Regions from separate parts of the Rattus norvegicus genome. Here region 2 is linked to region 1. A link is a contact called in public Hi-C data. All regions are on one chromosome and are shown on one strand. The core of a region is the stretch at or near the end of the contact, and the rest is flanking DNA. Distances in the headings are between cores, read along the strand shown.

What was found. A called contact is a pair of places that touch in the nucleus more often than the background predicts.
Region 2: a Hi-C map of liver shows a contact between it and region 1, with 7 times the contacts expected there. The contact joins the promoter of Hmgn5 here to the promoter of Brwd3 in region 1. A contact is called at or near these places in 5 of 12 Hi-C or Micro-C datasets (the A7r5 cell line, frontal cortex, liver and 1 more).

What each region holds. Positions count from the first base shown.
Region 1 is chrX:77,935,775-77,938,574 of GRCr8, forward strand. It overlaps Brwd3 (bromodomain and WD repeat domain containing 3), which reads right to left and starts at 1,466. Exons shown (of 41, transcript XM_008773357.4): 1 at 1,194-1,466; 2 at 1,003-1,061; 3 at 769-798; 4 at 307-366. The coding sequence starts at 1,224.
Region 2 is chrX:78,168,660-78,171,459 of GRCr8, forward strand. It overlaps Hmgn5 (high mobility group nucleosome binding domain 5), which reads right to left and starts at 1,348. Exons shown (of 7, transcript NM_001276434.1): 1 at 1,156-1,348. The coding sequence starts at 1,170.

The sequences.
Region 1 (2,800 bases), core at 216-2,715:
GTTTCTGTCCCTTATTCCCCTACAATGGGCCTTCTCCGATGTTTGTAACACAGTCATAATGCACAACACAGCACCTCTGAAAACCAACTCACATTCTTCAAAGTTTTGGGGTGAAAATAAGCAAGGCTAGAGGAGGGCAAGGTACCCTTTCCGACACGCTGGGAGGGGGAAGGGGCAGTCCTTCGAACACCGAACAGCAGGCTCGGGGAGCTCTGAGGGCTGAAGGGCCAGGGGCGGGTTGGGGGCACAAGGTGGGGAGGGAGTGGATAAAGAGTTGGGCTAAGTTGAAACGAAAAGTTTACTAACCAGATCCTCGAAGCTTCTTCGGTGCTCTTTCCCTTCCCAGTCTAAGCGGCGCGGAATCAGCTGGGGGCCGGAGGAAAAGAAAGGGGGGGGGTGTGTGAAGGAAAAGCCTCTGGTCCCCATCAGCAGCACCCAGCCTGGAGTCTAGTCCTGGACCCTTTAGCATTTTAATTTCTCCAGTCCCAACAGCTACTGCCGCCGTGTCCGGGGTGGGGGGTGGGGGGCAGGCCAAAGGAAAGGAAATCCTGAAAAAACACCTCCCGCAGGAATAAAAGGCAGCGAGTTTAGACCCCTGCGTTGTCCGCCCCTTCTAAGCAAAGAGCCCGGTTCACCCCAAGTGACAACAGTCCCAACTGTCCAGCTCGAAGGCTCTCTCCCGGCCCCTGTCCTCGGCCCCTGACCTACCTTACCCTTCCTCCAGGTTCTCCCCAGCCCTCCCCACCTCTTCCCAAAGGGGGTCCATACCTGATGCTCTTCGAGCTCTTGCACTAGCACCTGGGGAAGAGGGACACACAGATGTGAGGAACAGATTGGGGCGCCAACCCATTCCTCCCTCCCCACTTCCAACACAGCCGCTGACTGTAGGAGTAATCGCGGCCGGCCTTTCCCTCACCCTCCAACTGCACTGCTTACCCGGTGCCTCAATTTCCCCAATGGGACCATTCCCCAACACTCCCAGATATCCTTTTCCCCTCTCACCTGAGCGGATTTGTTACAGGGTCCGGACTGCAAGAACCTTGCGATCAGGTAATACAGCTCTAAAGAAGGGGTGGGGGGTGGGGGGAGACGTAGAGAGAGAGGCAAGGAAGAGAGATACAAGCTTTAAAAAAAAATTCTGACAGCAGTCGCACAAATCCCCTATCCCTTTAGCCCCCGGCTCAGCTACCCACCGGCTTCGATCTGGGTAGGTGCCGCCGCCATCCTTTTCCCGAGGGGGTTTGGGGGCTTCGCTCCGGAGGGCTGGCGGGGGCGGGTGGGGGCGCTGCCTCTATTGTGGTGAAGCCCCCATGCTTGGGAGTCCCGCCGCTTCCGCCGCACTCTTCGTCCCAGTTTCGGTCTCTCTCGGATTCATCGCATCACGTTTCGACCCATAGATATTCTAGCCCAAGAGCTGAGGAGGCGGAGGAGGAAGGAGAGCAAGAGAGAAGGAGAGGGAGGAGCTGAAGTCGCGGAGGGGTGGGCGGGGGAAAAGGGGTGGAGTCATAGAAAGAGGGGGGAGGGAGGAGAGGAGGGAGCAGCTTGCAGAGCTCCAGGCTGGCCGCCAGAGGCACTAAGGCGGCCGCCTAGTTCCAGCCGCTTAAGCCGGCCTGGGGTTGCCTAGTTACTGCCCAGAGAACAAGGAAGAGGTTCTAAACGCAGGCAGACGCTCTGGCAACCTTTGTCAAACTCTGTGGTGGCGTTGGCGTCCCAGAGCTCCCGAGTTGCTTACCCTTCCTGTAAGGGCAATCGTACCCTTTCCGGTGAAGGAACCTTTCTCCAGACCTGGTCCATAGAAACTTGTGAGAGACTGACTTGACCTAGCTTACCTTGGGTCACCGAAAGGATTTGGTTTGTTTGTTCTTTTTCTACCCTCCCCCCCCCAAAAAAAAAGTCGCTAGCTACTAAAAGGTTTTGTTGCCAAAGGAGGAACAGTATACCAAATGAAAGTGCTGTGCTTACCTGATAGCTGGAGCAAGGGAATAATATTCTTCTAGAAAACTACTTAAAGTATCCCCTTGATTCTGATAAATATTGAACGAGAAGTTTGCACTTTAACCACGAGGCCTTTTCCCCCTTCTGAAATGATCAACAAGCGGTATCTTCTCCATTCCTGTAAGATAAGTTGGAACTCTGTTTTGAAATTCTACCAAAACATTTTTAAAGTTTTTAACTATTGTGAAATTTGGATAGAAATGATAGTTTGGTTGGTTTTGTCTTTGAAGTGTTATTCTCTGTCATGCTTGCACTATGTTCACTATTTATCCAAGGCTCTCCTGGCATTCCCTGTGTCAATCCTCCTGCCTCAGCTTCCCTGCTGTTCACGTGGCAGACATGAGTCACCATTCCACTTTACTAAGTCTTTTTCCAATGTTTTGAGGCTACAATTGTTTTAATGTATAACTTTAACTCTTAGCAGAGCGCTGGCCTGCTGTTTGGGGTAGGTAAATCTTCAGTGATCGAAGGATTTGTATAATAATTGACAGTTTGAGTAAACTGGTTCACTTCCCCAATTTCTCTTAACATCCTGTTCTCAGGATGTTACTGTGAACAGAATTCACAGAGGCAACACCTGATGGGAAAACAAATACTATTTGAATTGTATACATTACTTTCGTTGAAACACTCAAATTTGAAGGTTCACCTAACTGTGTGGCTATAGTGGGAGTATAATTTTCTGATTCAGGGAGCTTAGCCATTACCACATTGGGCATAGAATTCAATTAAGTAAGCATAAACTTAGCATATCCTTAGTAACTCTTTCTGCCCATTTCTTTTATTTACCTGCTGTAAATCATTT
Region 2 (2,800 bases), core at 98-2,597, 230 kb after region 1:
AAGATCCATTGCACAAGACGTACAGAGCCGGGCGGCGGGAGCCTCGGGAAGGGGGTGGTGATTAGAAGAAACAATTGCTTTCCGTATCTGAGTAGCCCTTTACTCTGGGAATTACCAGGCTATTATTTCAATGATACAGCCCCAGAGCACTGAGGAATTTCAGCCTCATTTCTCTGTTCTAGGAATACGGAAGGCGGACGGATTCACAAGAATATAAAAACACAATCATAAGGTTTTTACATTAACACAGTATTTTATTTTATGATTTCACCAAGCAATGAAACAACATTCCATTTTAGTTGTAAGAGACTCGGGGAGGGGGGTGGCACAAACACTGAGCTTCAACTTATTTCCTATCTGCGCGGAGACAGGAATTTTGAAGTGAAGGGTTACAGAAGACCTGTAGCCCTCGGTAGCTCGAATCAACTCCCCATGTCTAAAGTGAACTAATCCCACGGCACCCCACCAACCAACGCTGGCAGTAGTTTTTCGGACACGGCTCTCTAATCACCTTTCCACCTTTAACTAGAGAGTTCCAAGAGTGCCAAATCTCTCAGATCTAAAGTTTCTAATTACAGCGGTGAATCTCTCCCTTCTCTAGGACAGTTTGAAGTCTGCGCCGCCTAATGGCACAGGATTACCATTGCATAGCCATCTGGCATGACAAGAAGTGGAGGAGGGAAGAGGGGGGAAAAAGGAAAAAAGAAAACGGAAAGAACAAAGGCAAAAACAAGAGAAAGCCAGGGCTTTCGCTCCCCCAAACGGGACGGTTCCCCAAGAAAAGCTAGAGGTAGAGGAGGAAGCTGGCGCTGGAAGTGTGGTTGGGAGAAGAGTTCTCCAATAGGGTAAGCGGAGGAAGGGGGGTGGGGTAGGAAGCGACAGCACAGCGCTATGGCTGTTTGTAATTCAGCATGGAGACACCTCTCAAACGATTCTCTCCTTTAAACAAAACAAGCCAAAAGTGAACTACCAGTTGCATACGAGACCTTCCGAAACCAAACACAGACCGATCGCTACCTTTCCCTCGCCTTCCATTCAGAACATCACAAAATCAAACTAGAAGCCAAAATGCTCTTTCAAAAAGATCGAAATCTCTGCCGTAGGAAATATGTATTTCGGCAGCAAATCTCCCGTCTATCTTCCCATTTCACTTACCTTTCTTTTGGGCATTGTTGCAGCTCTCCGTAGGAGATCCTTAGGCAGGAGGGAAAAAAAGCCGAGAGGAGTCTCTGCCTGACTGCTCCGCGAGCGACTGAGTTTTCAATGAACTAATTGCAGCACGATATGTACTCGCGTCCCCCCTCCCCCTAAAAAAAAATCTCTCGTTATTGGCAACATTAAACACGCCAAGACGCAACCAAACTACGTGAATGGTTACCCGAAGTGGGAGCCAGGTTGGAGTGACAGGCTGTCAGGCCAATGAGGGGAGGTGGCCGGTTCGGAAGGCGTGGCCCGCGAACTTGCCCGAAGCCCTCGTACGCTGCCGGCTTTGACTGCCTCTAGGGTGCCGGAGTCCACGCACTTAGCAGACGCCTAGTGCTCCAACGTGACCAGCAGGAAATCCAGTTTTTTTGCCTTTCACCCTTTTTTAAAGTTAGAACGACAAGCAAAAGCTCTAACAGTTGGTTTTTGACCCCCACGATCTCCACCCCCGCTTCTTTCTTCGCGCGGGGTGGCGGGCCCTTTTGAGACTGGATTGAGCCAGAAGCTCCAGTCTTTCCCAGTTAGCAAAAGGGCGAGGTCGGAGTGACAGGATCACCCGTTTAGAGCTCAGAAAAAGAGTGGGAACGTTTCTGGTCGTGAGAACTTCCCGCCAAGGCTGAACTGTGGTCCTGGCTTTAGAAGGGTGCCAGAACTGCGCGCCTCCCGCAGGTGGAGAGTAGCAATAAATCTGGGACCTGGAAGAGCAGGACTCGCTTGCAGGCCGCCTACCTTCTAAAAGAGCTAGTACTCCGCCTGGAACGAGAATTAAATGGGGCCACGCGGGAAGTCTGTAATAGCAGAGGTCTACCCAGAGGAAAAACATTGGCTTTAATGGATTCGTAATTCAAAGATGATATTTAAGACTACATAGAAAGCAAACCAAAACCATTTGTTATATTCATTACTGAAACTTGAGGTGCCTCCTTTTTTTAAAAATTTTTATTATTTAAAAAAATTTTTTTTGGCCCACGGAAGTGCCACCTAAACCTATTCTAGTCTCAGTGTTTAAGTAGCAGCTTTCTGTGCTGAGAATCTTTCATTTGTCTTCTAGTGCGAGTCTGAGACCTAAACGTTTGGAGAAAAGAATAAGATGCTTAGAAATAATTCTGGTTAAAACAGAGCGCAGAGGGCTGCTAATTGTTACTGGAACTAAACAGGCCGGGTCCCTGCAGCTTTTTTTGAGATGTGCTTCGCTTCGGTTGTTGAAAGAGCTAATTGTATTTAAAAGTGTTTCAACAACAGTCTGCATTCCCTAAGCTGAAAGTCTAATCAAAAAGGAAAATTAACCTTTTAAACAGTTACTTAAAAAATTAGGTCCCTAGGGTTGGGGATTTAGCTCAGTGGTAGAGCTCTTGCCTAGCAAGCGCAAGGCCCTGGGTTCGGTCCCCAGCTCCGAAAAAAAAAGAAAAGAAAAAAAAAATTAGGTCCCTGGCCTAGTGGTGTATGCTTTTAATCCCAGAACTTGGGAGGCAGAAGCAGGCAGATCACTGAGATCAGGCCTAGCCTGGTCTACACCTATCGAGCAAGCCGGAACTACCTAGTGAGACCCTGCTTCACTGCCTCCCCTCCCCCAACTCTTTTCAAAGGTTCCTGTAGC